2 separate regions of the Mus musculus genome follow, and region 2 is linked to region 1. A link is a contact called in public Hi-C data. All regions are on one chromosome and are shown on one strand. The core of a region is the stretch at or near the end of the contact, and the rest is flanking DNA. Distances in the headings are between cores, read along the strand shown. Region 1 holds the start of Zc3h3 (zinc finger CCCH type containing 3). Region 2 has its middle 23 kb from the start of Gm35087.

The links. Hi-C and Micro-C count contacts between places; a contact is called where the count stands out from the background.
Region 2: a Hi-C map of the N1E-115 cell line shows a contact between it and region 1, with 8 times the contacts expected there. The contact joins the enhancer-like site here to the promoter of Zc3h3 in region 1. A contact is called at or near these places in 5 of 39 promoter capture datasets (the C10 cell line, cranial neural crest, frontonasal cranial neural crest and 2 more), 5 of 484 Hi-C or Micro-C datasets (the Ba/F3 cell line, the N1E-115 cell line, cerebellum and 2 more), 4 of 115 datasets of contacts at active chromatin or transcription factors (embryonic stem cells and pancreatic cancer cells) and 2 of 9 other capture datasets (adipose tissue and pancreatic islet).

The regions. Positions count from the first base shown.
Region 1 is chr15:75,838,898-75,844,606 of GRCm38.p6, forward strand. Zc3h3 (zinc finger CCCH type containing 3) reads right to left here and starts at 3,011. Exons shown (of 12, transcript NM_172121.1): 1 at 2,953-3,011; 2 at 359-1,667. The coding sequence starts at 2,998. It overlaps Gm34851 (a long non-coding RNA gene), which reads left to right and starts at 4,608. Exons shown (of 2, transcript XR_384203.2): 1 at 4,608-5,189.
Region 2 is chr15:76,152,568-76,158,922 of GRCm38.p6, forward strand. No RefSeq gene overlaps it. Among named protein-coding and RNA genes, the nearest start is that of Gm35087, 23 kb to the left of the region's middle. Within about 2 kb of position 3,449, at least 82 of the 459 cell types and tissues checked have an H3K27ac peak or open chromatin away from gene starts, as enhancers often do. A contact at or near this core is called in the N1E-115 cell line, cerebellum and pancreatic cancer cells, where this site is marked.

The DNA of each region.
Region 1 (5,709 bases), core at 1,761-4,260:
TCAAGAGAAGAAAAGATGGGTCTGTCGGCATTACCAGTGCCAGAGCTCTTGCCTCCTCAACCTTACTGGGGCCCCAGGTAAGCGCCTGAATCATTCGGCCTTTACCTGACACATCTCTATATGACAACAGTACTTCTAGCCTCACTCCATGAAGCATAACCCAAAATCACACTCAAAGCTCTCGGCTTAGGTCACACATGAGTGGTGCTGAATAAACCCAACGGGGGCCTTCTTTTTCCCCAACCTGGAAACCAGGAAGGGAGTGAAAGCTAAAGTCCAAATTCTCTAATGTAGGAACCAAAAGCGCTTCATGAGCCCTGCCCCACCCACCTAGACCGGACACTGTAAGACAGCACACCTGGTATTGCCCCGCCTCCGGATAATCTTGGTCCGGCTCTTCACTTTGTAAGCTGAGAGCTGTGACTCTCCAAAGAGGGGCTTCAAGCTGCTGGGTCCCCCTGCTGGTCTGTCCCCTGATGTGGGCCTAGATGGGACTGGGGAGAGCTGAGAAGTATGGTCCTTGCTGCCAGCCTCAGACTGCCAACGGAAAGAGGAAGAGGAGGAAGCAGACGGGCTGGAAGCCTTCCACTTGTACTTGCTGGGAGAGAGGCCAGGCTTGGATGGTGTGGCCAGTTTCTCCGGCCTCACCTCTGGGTCAACTTTAGGCTGTGGCTTCTCTGTCTTTCCAACTGTACCCAAAGTGGCCTTGTTCCCGCTCTCCAGAGTTGTTCTGGGACTGAGGGCTCTCCGAGCGACCCGTGGGCTCTTTTCTGAGGCAGCTACCCATTTGTAGTTGTTTTTCCGAAACTTGCTGGTTCGACAGGACACGAGCAGTGAGGCCTCCCTGACCTGCCTGGCTGTTGCTGGTCTGACTGAAGCCACCACTGGCCCCAAGGAAGCTGGCTGGTCTGAGTGGCCAGTGTTTGCTCTTTGGTCTCCAATGAACTGTTCAGAATAGCTGGTAGAATGAGGGCCTACCTTCCTGCCCAGAGCCACAGCAGTGTGATGGGGCAGGACAGATGGGAAGTGTACCCTGAGGGCCACTTCATTTTCACTGACTGTCCGCCGATGCTCGGGAGAGCTGTCACTCACCCTGCCCACAGACTTCACTACCCGAGGCTTGCCAGGCTCCTTCTGGCAGACCAAGAGGGGGTCGTCCACACTGTAACCCACCTTGGTTCTTCCTGGCCTTGCAGGCTGCAGTTGTCCACCAGGGACCTCAACCTCACTTCCTTGGGGTCTTTGGCCACTCCAAGAGGGGTCATCACAGCCTTCCAAGGACCCCCGCTGGACCCCTGAAGCATTGATGGCACCTGACTTTGATGGTGGCTTGATCTTAATAACCATATTCTGATCTGGACTGAGCTGGACCTGTCTCTCCAGTACATACTGCTGGGGTTCAGGATGCTGGCTATCCTCAGACCTGAGGGATGTCTGAAAAGCAGGATCGCTGGCTGGGTCAGAAGATTCCACAGGCTGATTCACAAGGGAGTATTTCTTGCGCCACGAAGGGCCATGGTGTGAGGAGAAGCCCCTCCGACTTGGACGGGAGTAGCGGGCGCCAAAGGTCCTGCCACCCGGGAACATGGGTGGCTGCCACCGAGTAGCTGATGAGTTGCCCAGGGCAGGGCCATTGCCGTGGAGTGTTTTATAGTCATCAATTAGACCTGAGAAGGCAGAATCACACGCTCAGTTACCTAGGAGATGTGAATAAAAACAGCACCAATCAAGACTACTACCCCTACCCTAATACTCCAGACCTGCTCGCCTTGCTGACTTGAGAGCAGTCCTAAGTGACTGGAAACCATGTAAAGTTCAGTCCAAATCTCTAGGCTTGTCAATTCTGTGAGCACTTCTCCATCACTATTAGTATTTGGCTTGCTTATCCTGAAGATGGCAGCTTTTGTGGTATGACTGCTTCTACCCCCTGGCCTATGAGATCTACAATGTTCTGAGAGCAAGTGTCACTCCCTATACCAAAAAAAAAAAAACAAAAAAAACAAAAAACAAAAAACAAAAAAAACCAAAAAAAAAAACAAAAAAACAAAAAAAAACAGTCAGGGACCAGAAACCTGTGGTGCCTGGGTAAGAACTGGACAAGTCTTCCACTGAGGCCCTGTAGTTTACCCACTCACGGGGAAAATTGCAGGACTGCACCATAGTGCATAACTGTCTTCTCAGAACTGACGCTTCTCTAACCCAGTACGTGACAGACAGAAATAAAAAACAAAAAAACAAAAACACAATGATGACCCAACAGCTAACTAACATCATCTCCTACAGAAAAACACCTGATACCACCACCACAAGGATTTTCCAATGAAGTGACTCATGGAGCCCTGGAAGAAGAGTGAAGGAACGCCAGCAGGCTCGCTGGATCCCCAATAACCAAACACACACACACACAGGGCCTGCCTCGACCCTCGAATCCTGCCAGACACCTCCGGTCGGGTGTTAGGGAAACGCACGAAGTAGTCTCAAATAGGAAGGCCACTTGGACTCTCCTTAGGACATGCTTTTGTGGGGGAAACTTTGAAAACGATATGAACGCTTATAAAGACCAACTTGAGTCTAAACATTTGAAGCTGAAGCTGGTGCCTGGGTAGTCAGCCCTGAGTACGTGGGGGCTGTGCCTGAATCGAGCCAAAGGCACTCAACGGCAGCGGAAGAGAAACGCTTCCGAGCCAGCCGAACCTGGAAGTCGGCTGCCGCGACCACTCGCTGGTAAGACCACCGTGCTATCATCTCCTGACAGCCCCTTGGAGGCCCGGCCCGCTCCCTCGCCCCGAAGCCTGGCGGGTCTGTCACGCGAGGGCCGAACCCGACTCGGCCGCTCCGATGCCCACCCATGACGACCATCGGGAGACCGCAACCGACAGCACTCGCTTCGGAGAGGGTCTACGGCGATCACAAGAAACAAGGGAACACACGGCCCGACCGCAGCCAGCTCACCCTGCAGGAGGCGTATCTGCCGCCGCAGCTGCTCCTTTTCCTCCATCTCCGGAGTCCGCGACGCCTAGCCAGACCCCCTCGACGTCATCGCCGCGCGACTGGTCCCCGCAGGCGGGGAGGAGAGAACGCCGAACTTCACTATGCGTGGACACGGGGTTGGAAGGCACCGTCGCCCCGGCAACCCTGGAAGGACGCATGCGCAGAACGAGAAAAATCCGTCATCTTGAAGCGCCCGGAAGTGGCCCGCAATCTGGCTTCTGCACCAATTCCTGCGCATCATTTCCACCGCTGGGGGTTCCTCGGAAGACTTGGAGGAGATAGGTTGCTAACAGTTTCCCCTAGACCCAGGAATTCCTTTTATCAATTTATTTGTTTGAGACAGGATGTATTTCTGGCTGGAGAGAAACATAACTGGGGAACTCGCTATGTAGACTAGGCTGGCCTCGAACTTACGGAAGTTCTCTTTCCTCTGCCTCCGGACCTGGAATCAAAGGGATGCCATTTTAACGCCTTTGCTGCCGCAGCAGCACGAGAACAGCGAAAAGGAATCGGAGGCAATTTTTTTTTTCGGATGATTACAGGTGTTAAGAAAATTCTTGAGGGCATTTAGTAGGAAAGGCTGCAACCTCTAGAAAATACTGAAAAAAAAAAAAAACTCACGGTAGTTACCACGTGATCAGACAGTCCCACGTCTAGGTGTATAACCAACGCGTAGAAAACACCGATTCTAACATATTTGTATGTCATTATTTATAATAGCTAACCCGAATGACTGTTTACATGGAAATGGGATATTATCCAGTGATTTGTTTTGTTAGAGACAGAATCTCGCTATGTACCTCTGTCTGTCCTGGAATTCCCTATGTAGACCAGGCTGGCCTGGAACTCTCAGAAATCTGCCTGCCTCTGCCACCCAAGTGCTGCAATTAAGAGTGTGCCACTATGTAGGAATGTGCAGTATCTTTGGAGCCCTAAGGCCTCAAGTCCGGCCAAGCCTCTACCAGTGAGCTACATCTGCATAGTCTACTGTTACGCCTGAAAAAGAAGTTCTAGAAGCTGGGTTTGATAGTGAATACCTGTAAGACAAGCATTAAGAAGTGAGGGTAGGGGCTGGTGAGATGGCTCAGTGGGTAAGAGCACCCGACTGCTCTTCCGAAGGTCCGGAGTTCAAATCCCAGCAACCACATGGTGGCTCACAACCATCTGTAACAAGATCTGACTCCCTCTTCTGTAGTGTCTGAAGACAGCTACAGTGTACTTACTTACATATAATAAATAAATAAATCTTTAAAAAAAAAAAAAGAAGAAGTGAGGGTAGATAGCCGGGCAGGCCGGGCAGTGATGGGACACACATTTAATCCTAGCATTCTAGAGACAGGCAGGTGCTCTGGAGGCAAAGGCAGGAGGATCTCTGAGTTCAAGGCCAGCATAATCTACAGAGAAAGTTCCAGGACAGCCAAGTTAGGCACTGAAGGAGTTGAAAAACAAAAGGTTGGTGATAATGTCATAAGACAAGGTGCCCATGTCCCAGCTCCAGCAAGCAGCAGAACTCAGCAGCTTCGGGCATGTGGCTCTGGCTTTAGAGTCAAGAATAGAAGGGACTACTGGGGCAATTGATGCTGTTTAGCTGGAGCTAAGAAATTAGTGGTGATTATGAAGAGACCAGCATCACTGAGGTGAAATCTTCTGGGAAGTATTTTCTAAAAGCAGAAAGAAGCTGTGTTCTAGAAATAGCCGGGGATGTACCTCATGCTGGAAGCCAGACTTGGTAATGTATAAGAATCACCCAAGTGGTACTAGTTTTGAAGGCGTAAAGTGTTATGGAGAGCAGCTTAGCTTGGCACTGTGAGATGCCAGGGAAGGCCATTGGTGAAAGTGCAGCTTGAGTTGCAGTTGATGGCCCAGGCCTGAGGGATCATGCAAAGAAGTTAAGGTCAGGTACCTTAAAGGGAGCCTATGAGAGGCTATTGACGACGCCTAATTGCAGTGAGAAATCCCAGCGTATTAGAGATGCCAGCACCGCACCATGGGATGACCACCAGGAACAGCAGCAGCAGTGGAATGGAGTCAACCAGAGCCTAGAGTGCTACAGAAGGCAGAGCTGGAGAAATGACAGGTCCCTTTGGAGGAACCCCGAAAATCGTGTGGATCCCAGACATTGAAACAAGAAACTATAAACATTGAAGTTGCTTTGGAGACCCTAAAATATTCCAGAGGCCAGAGTTATGTGATACCTGGTAAGGAAATCTGCTAATAGGGAGTGGAACCCACCAAAGAGAATTGTCAATTAAGCATAAATGAATTGAAATCAGACATGGAGATGCAGAGTTTGGAGTTTCCAGCTGGCATTTGGTCTTGCTTTTGTTCAGGATTTCCTCACTCTGATGTTTTGGAATGGTAATGTATATCCTGTGACTTTGGAAGTATGTGATCTGCTTTTTGATCTTGATTTATAAGAGATTACAGTTAAGTGTTTAGATGAATCTTAGAAGAGACTTTGAACTTTGGACTTTTAACATTGCTGAGACTAGGCTATGGGACTTTTGAAGTAAGACTAAATGTATTTTGCACTATACTATGGCTAGGTGTGGCCCCCATAGACTCAAGTGTTTGACCTAGCCTATGGGGGTCAGGGAGTGGAATGTGATAGTTTGAATATGCTTGGCCCAGGGAGTGGCACTACTAGGAGGTGAGGCCTTGCTGGTGTAGGTGTGACCTTGTTAGAAGAAGTGAGTCACTGTGGGGGAGGGCTTTAAG
Region 2 (6,355 bases), core at 2,199-4,698, 310 kb after region 1:
TTCCCAGTACATAAGCAAAAACTCTCTTTGTGCCCTCCTTCCTGGGCCACAAGGTCATGAGATACTCAGCCTGCATCCTTGCAATCTTGCCAAGTGTTTTGCATAACACTGATCCCCTCCTTCCAACCACTGAAGGTTGGTGCCTGGCTGTGAGTCCTGATGTTAAAGTCACATGGGGTTGGTTGCATCAGGGCCCACGTCTGGCACCAATCTCCATCACATTGGGACAGGCTTGGTGGTGCCATACTTGCCAAACACCCTGGTATCATAGTTTCATTTCTGTCGCTGTTATAAAACACTCTTTTAAAAACAAACAAACAAAAACAACAAACAAGCAACAACAGCAACAAAACCCACCCTAGGGCTGCAGAGATGGCTCAGCGGTTAAGAGCATTGACTGCTCTTCCAGAGGTCCTGAATTCAGTTCCCACCAACCACATGGTGGCTCACAACCATCTGTAATGGAGTCTGATGCCCTCTTCTGGTGTGTCTAAGAACAGCTACTGTGTATTCATACATTTAAAAAACACTAAACAAACAAACAAACAAAACACCCAAGGATAATAGGTTTATTTTAGTTCACTGTTCCAGGTTACAGCCCTTTACTGTGAAGCAGTCAAGATGTCGAGAGCCTGAAGCAGGGAGTCACAGTACATTTATAGTCCAAAGCAGAGAGAAATCAGTTCATGATCCCCTGCCTAAGGAATAGTGCTGCTCACAGTGGGCTGGGTCTTCCAACACCAATTACAAATCTAGACAATCTTTCACAAGCATGCTCAAAGGCTAACCTAGATAGAGACAATCCCCTCACTAAGGTCCCCTAGGACTTTCTAGATTGTGTCAAGTTGACAGCATCCCCAGCATCCCAGAGACTGAAGAGTTACAGCCTCTTCTCACTCGTGTCGCCTGCAGGGGTTGGCTGAGGCTCAGTTCTGTCATCTTTACTCCAGGACCTAGCCAACCATCTAGAGCAGTGTGGTTCTTCCTGACTGATGGTGGGGTAAGAGTGCTTAGCACTCTCTGGCACTAAATACCATTACCTCACTGGCTATTACTGGTGACACAGCCTAGTGGACCAGAAGAGGACAAGGCAGTGCTTCCCTCTGTTGTGTGACTGGAGACACAGGGGCATCAGTGCACAGTCCCAGTGACCACCCTACACCTCATGCCAGGGAAAGGGTTGTCTCAATTAGGGCTTTATTGCTGTGAAGAGACACCATGACCAAGGCAACTCTTATAAAGGAAAACATTGAATTGGGGCTGGCTTAGTTTCAGAGGTTTAGTCCATTATCATCATGGTGGGAAGCATGGCAGTGTGCAGGCAGACATGGTGCTGGAGGAGCCAGAATTCTATATCTCGATCCAAAGGCAGAGAAGGAGACTGTATTCCACACTGGGCAGAGCTTGAGCATAGGAGACCTCAAAGCCCACCCCCACTGTGACACACTCCCTCCAAGAAGGCTATATCTCCTAATAGTGCCACTCCCTATGGGCCATGAATTCAAACACATAAGTCTATGGGGGTCATATCTATTCAAACTACCACAAGGGTCTTGGTCGTGTGAGGTATAACCCCAAGTAGGATGAATGAGGCATGCGTGGATGATGGTTCTGCTTACGTCATGTGGTACCGATGTCGCTAAATACCACTCTATCTCTGCCAAGTGAAAAGCACTCTCCCCATCTAACAGGTTTGTTTGTTAGTTTGTTAGTGTGTTTGTTTGTTTGGGTGTCTTCAGAGTTATTAACCCTCTGAAAGCAGGCACCAGCCACTGAGGACCTTCAAGCTCTCTTGCACTGAAATGTTAGGGGATGTATGCACCACCCAGTACACATCTTAGTAGAATTTCCATACAGACATTTTATTTGTATAGTTCCACAGATCAATAAAATATTTTTAAGACCATGTGGAAAAAAGCCTCGAGTTTCCTTCCAAAAACAATGGATACACTGTTGCGATAGCTTTGCATAGCCAGAGGGCAACAAAGGAGTGCTTGGCTGAGCAGGTCAGGGGCTGGGGCTGGGAGCTCTGAGGCATCGCCCTTAGAGTTTTACAATTCATGTTCAAGCTTCTCTTTTTTCCTTTCCTTTCCTTTCCTTTCCTTTCCTTTCCTTTCCTTTCCTTTCCTTTCCTTTCCTTTCCTTTCCTTTCCTTTCCTTTCCTTTCCTTTCCTTCTCTCTCTCTCTCTTTCTTTCTTTCCTTTTTTTTTCTTTTGGATTTAGACACATTCTCTCATTTGAGATATTCTCCGAAGATGATGTCAGAAGGCACAGGCTATCAACCCATGGGGGGCCGTGACCTCTTCGGTGGTGAACAACCCTTCCACAGACGTTGCCTAAGACCATCAGCAGATGCAAGTGTTGGCATCAGGAGTCATAACAGTAGCAAAATCACCATTATAAAGTAGCAGTGAGATAACCTTATGGGTGGGGGGTCACCAAAACATTAGGAAGTGCACTAAAGGGTCGCAGCATTAGCAGGGTTAGAGCCTGCTGGCATAGGGAAATGTCAGATCCTTTAGAGGCCGGGTTGCAACCCTAAGGGGTCATGTGGGAGAGGATCTTGGAACATCATGGCACCAAACCTGCTTTGAGTGTCATCTACACTGTAGGCTGACTTCTCTTCCCAATGTTTTCCTACTTCCTGCTCAATCTTGTGGTCACATGCAAATCAGGCCTGTAGGTTCACTGGCTGAGGCTATAAGGCACCCACTATGTTTCCAGGGCTATTGTTCATCTCCTTTGACCAGTTGGTCATACAATCTTCCTCCTCATGCCCAAAGAGACTTGAATAAAACAAAATGCACATTCTTTTCCTTTATATATTATATGCAGTAACCGGGATCTATTTTTAATAAATACTCCAGGATTAAGAGCACTGGCTTACTGTTCCAGAAGACCTAGGCTTGATTCTTGGCATCCATATGGAGGCTCACCCCATCTGTAACTCCAATTCTAGGGGACTCCTCTGGCTTCCACAAATACCAGAACACACATGATACACAAGACATACATGCAGGCAAAATACTCACACACACGAAACGCAAATCCATCTAAAAATATTTTAAGAGAGAGTGTCTGTAGTGGTGGGGAGGGGCATGGTGGCACAAGCCTTTAATCTCAGCACTCAAGAGGCAGAGGTAGGTGAGTTCGAGGCCCATCTCCTCTCCATAGTGAGACCCTGTCTTAAAAAAGAGAGAGAAGTTATCAGTTAGAAGAACTCCTATTCAATGAGTTTCCTAAAGCTTTTCTGCCTGGGGTCACGGTGTTTGGCGATATGGAATCTTGTGTGTGAGGAGAGTCTGTTCCAGGATGCACTCACTGGCTGTTTGCTGTCCCCAGACAGCGACGTCTCTCCAGAGACCCTGGTCAGCTGTGTGTTCAAGTGTCAAGGGCACGGGTTGTTTGAGATGATGTCAGGCTGCCCAGGCCTTTGGTCCTGCAAGAGCTGAGGTGGCTCCTCTCAGATCCAACACAATACCCTCTTTCTTCTGTTGGCAACACGCATGAGCCAGGAGCCCTTGAGTTTGTTGGAACAAGAGCCTTTGCTACCCTCTGCTGGACGCGTCTCATAACAGCGCCTGGCTGCTTTGTTAAAATACACACATGAAGTCATGAAACAACTAAGGGAGAAGTCAGTGACACAACAGTGCATCTCAGAGGTGGCTCTGCGACTCCGCGACTCTGAGACTCTGCAGCTCTGCGGCTCCTCAGCCCAGGGGTCCTTGCTGGAGCAGCTCTGAGCTGGCCTCCAAGACAGAAGAAAGGTCAGGCCAGGGGAGAAATTTGAAGTGCTTTTAGCATATATCCCGATCTGTCTCTTGCAACCCCTGTCCTCAAGGAGGGCCAGGCAGGGCCTCAACTGGTGAGATGTGAGGGTGAAGACAGGGGCCCAGCCAGCAGCCTGGCCATCCAGTGTCGCCCAGGGCCCCAGGGCCCAACATCTTTTGACCAAACCTGAAAGAGGAACCCAGGGAAGGGAAGACGAGCCTAAGGTCCTTAATGACTCCCATCTATTCTTCTCTGACCTTCTGTGGCTAATAGTCCTTTAAACGGTGGCCCCATCCAGTCCTACAGCAAATGCCCTCTCTTGATACTGCACCACCCTCCTGGATATCTTGCTGACTCTTGTCATTTGGAGGATTCAGACTTTCCTCCTAACAGGCTCTGGAATGTGTGAGAATCAAGGCTGGTGAATTCAGCAAGCAGGGCTCTGATGGGGGCGTGGGAATCGTCCACTGTGTGCTTGGTGTTCCCAATCTGTTACGTTCTCATAGACAGAAATGTCCCTGTCCCAGCATTTGGGTACCTAGAGGCCCCATTAGGGAAGGGTTATACAGGGTTATATAAGTGACAAATGCCTGTAACCCCAGCATGTAGAGAGTTGAAGTAGGAGGGTCAAGTTCAAGGCCAGCTTGGGCTACACGATGAGGTCAAGGCTAGCTTGTGTGTACTAAGACCTTCTCAGAGAGAAAGAAGGAAAAAAAAATACAGATAAAAGATTCACCCACCCCCATGCCCCGTATGTCAGTTTACAGATGATGGTTGACTTCCAAGAGCTCCTGCAGATGAGCAATTGACTTTGTAATGCATAGATTTAAGAGGCTGGGCTGAGGAATGTTCAAGTCCCATCTTGCAGGTGCTTTTCCACATGATAAAGCTTTTATTCTGAGTGAATAAGAACAAGAAACCCTGTCCTTTGAGGAGATGTCCACGGAGACGAGCCACTGGCTGAACGTCGTACACACCTTTCATCCCAACACTCCAGATGCAGAGGCAGGCAGATCTCTATGAGTTTGAAGTCAGCCTAGTCTACATAGTGAGTTCCAGGACACCAGAGCTATACAGCGAGGTAGACCCTGTCTTAAAACAAAACATCTAGCAATTGGCTCACACTCCAATGAGGCTCTATCTTAAATAAGACGCATCTTAAATTTGGTGTTCTCTCAGTCACGTTGGGTCCCTTTTATCCCAGGAGTTGGGGACCCTCAGGACACCCTGCTGTGTCAGACAGGGAGACAGAGTGGGGCTGGAGATAAGAGGTTCTTCTACCTCAGAACCTTCTGGAGTGGATAGCCGGATACCTCCCATTCCTATCGAGGTGTGCTGTTCATTTTTTTGAGACAGGGTTTCTCTGTGTAACCCTGGCTGTCCTGGAACTCACTCTGTAGACAGGCTGGCCTCGAACTCAGAAATCCGCCTGCCTCTGCCTCCCGAGTGCTGGGATTAAAGGCGTGCACTACCACGCCCGGCGAGGTGTGCTGTTCTTTACGCCATCTGCCTGGAGCCTACAAATGCAGCTGACTGTGGATAAGCTTCCATTGCTGTGGGATGGCCAGCCAGGGTCCCACAAGGCACCGAGAGATCAAGGTCATGCTGTCCATGCTGAGCCTGAGGAGGGCGAGCCCTCATGAACTCGCCTGCCAAGCGGGGTTGGAGTGGCACCTGTGCTCAGTCCTCCAAGGGTTGGGCTGGGCTGGTGCTCAGCAAACATGGGAAGCTGCCTCCTATCCACAGTGGACATGGGACATAGTTAGCCTCAGAGGGGGACAGAGGGCTCGGTGGCACACCAGCAGACCTGATCCATGGGCACTTGCCAGGGCACAGTACATCTTTCTGTAACACTGGATATCACCTTCCCTAACCGCCCAGAGAATACAGAAGCCCTGGAGTCAGATCATGAGGGAGACAGCCAGGGGCTCCCCAGAACTTCAGGCACCACATGTGCCCAGGTTGGGGCTAGTTGTTTTGTTTTGGGTTTTTGGCAATCGCGTTTGAAATATTAATGTGTCACCCGAGGCTTTTACAGAACCAGGAAAATAAACAGCAGATAAAACACCCTTGGAAACAGAGAAAGGAGAAAGGTACCCCACCCTGGCAGGGCTGGGCAGTTCCCATCTGTCTGATGTAACAATTACAAGTGTTGGCAGGTCAGGGACGCCACCCTCCCCCGGAGCTTGTCTCCCCTACCAAGGCTTTATAATACCCCTTTGTTTGAGCTCAGTTAGCTGCTTCCTGGCTTGACAGCCCTCTGTCCTTTCATTCTTTTAAAGGTTACTTTCCTATTTCTTACACAGGCATTCAACAAAGTCCAGAATCAGCTAGAAACTCTTTGTGCCCCTTAAAAAAAAAAAAATCATACAAGCATTCAAGTGTTCAGCTCTGATCCTGTGTTCTGATCAAAGGTTTTAGCTCTACTGTCTTTCATCAGAATCTCTGCTCAGTCCTGTGGGAACAGCTCACCTGCTGGAAGCCACCAGGCTACACAGGTTCTAGGAGTTCATTCCAGCTTTACCCCACAGCCCAGGAATGTGGCAAGTGCGGGCACATCTGAAGAATGTCTGTAAGACTTCTC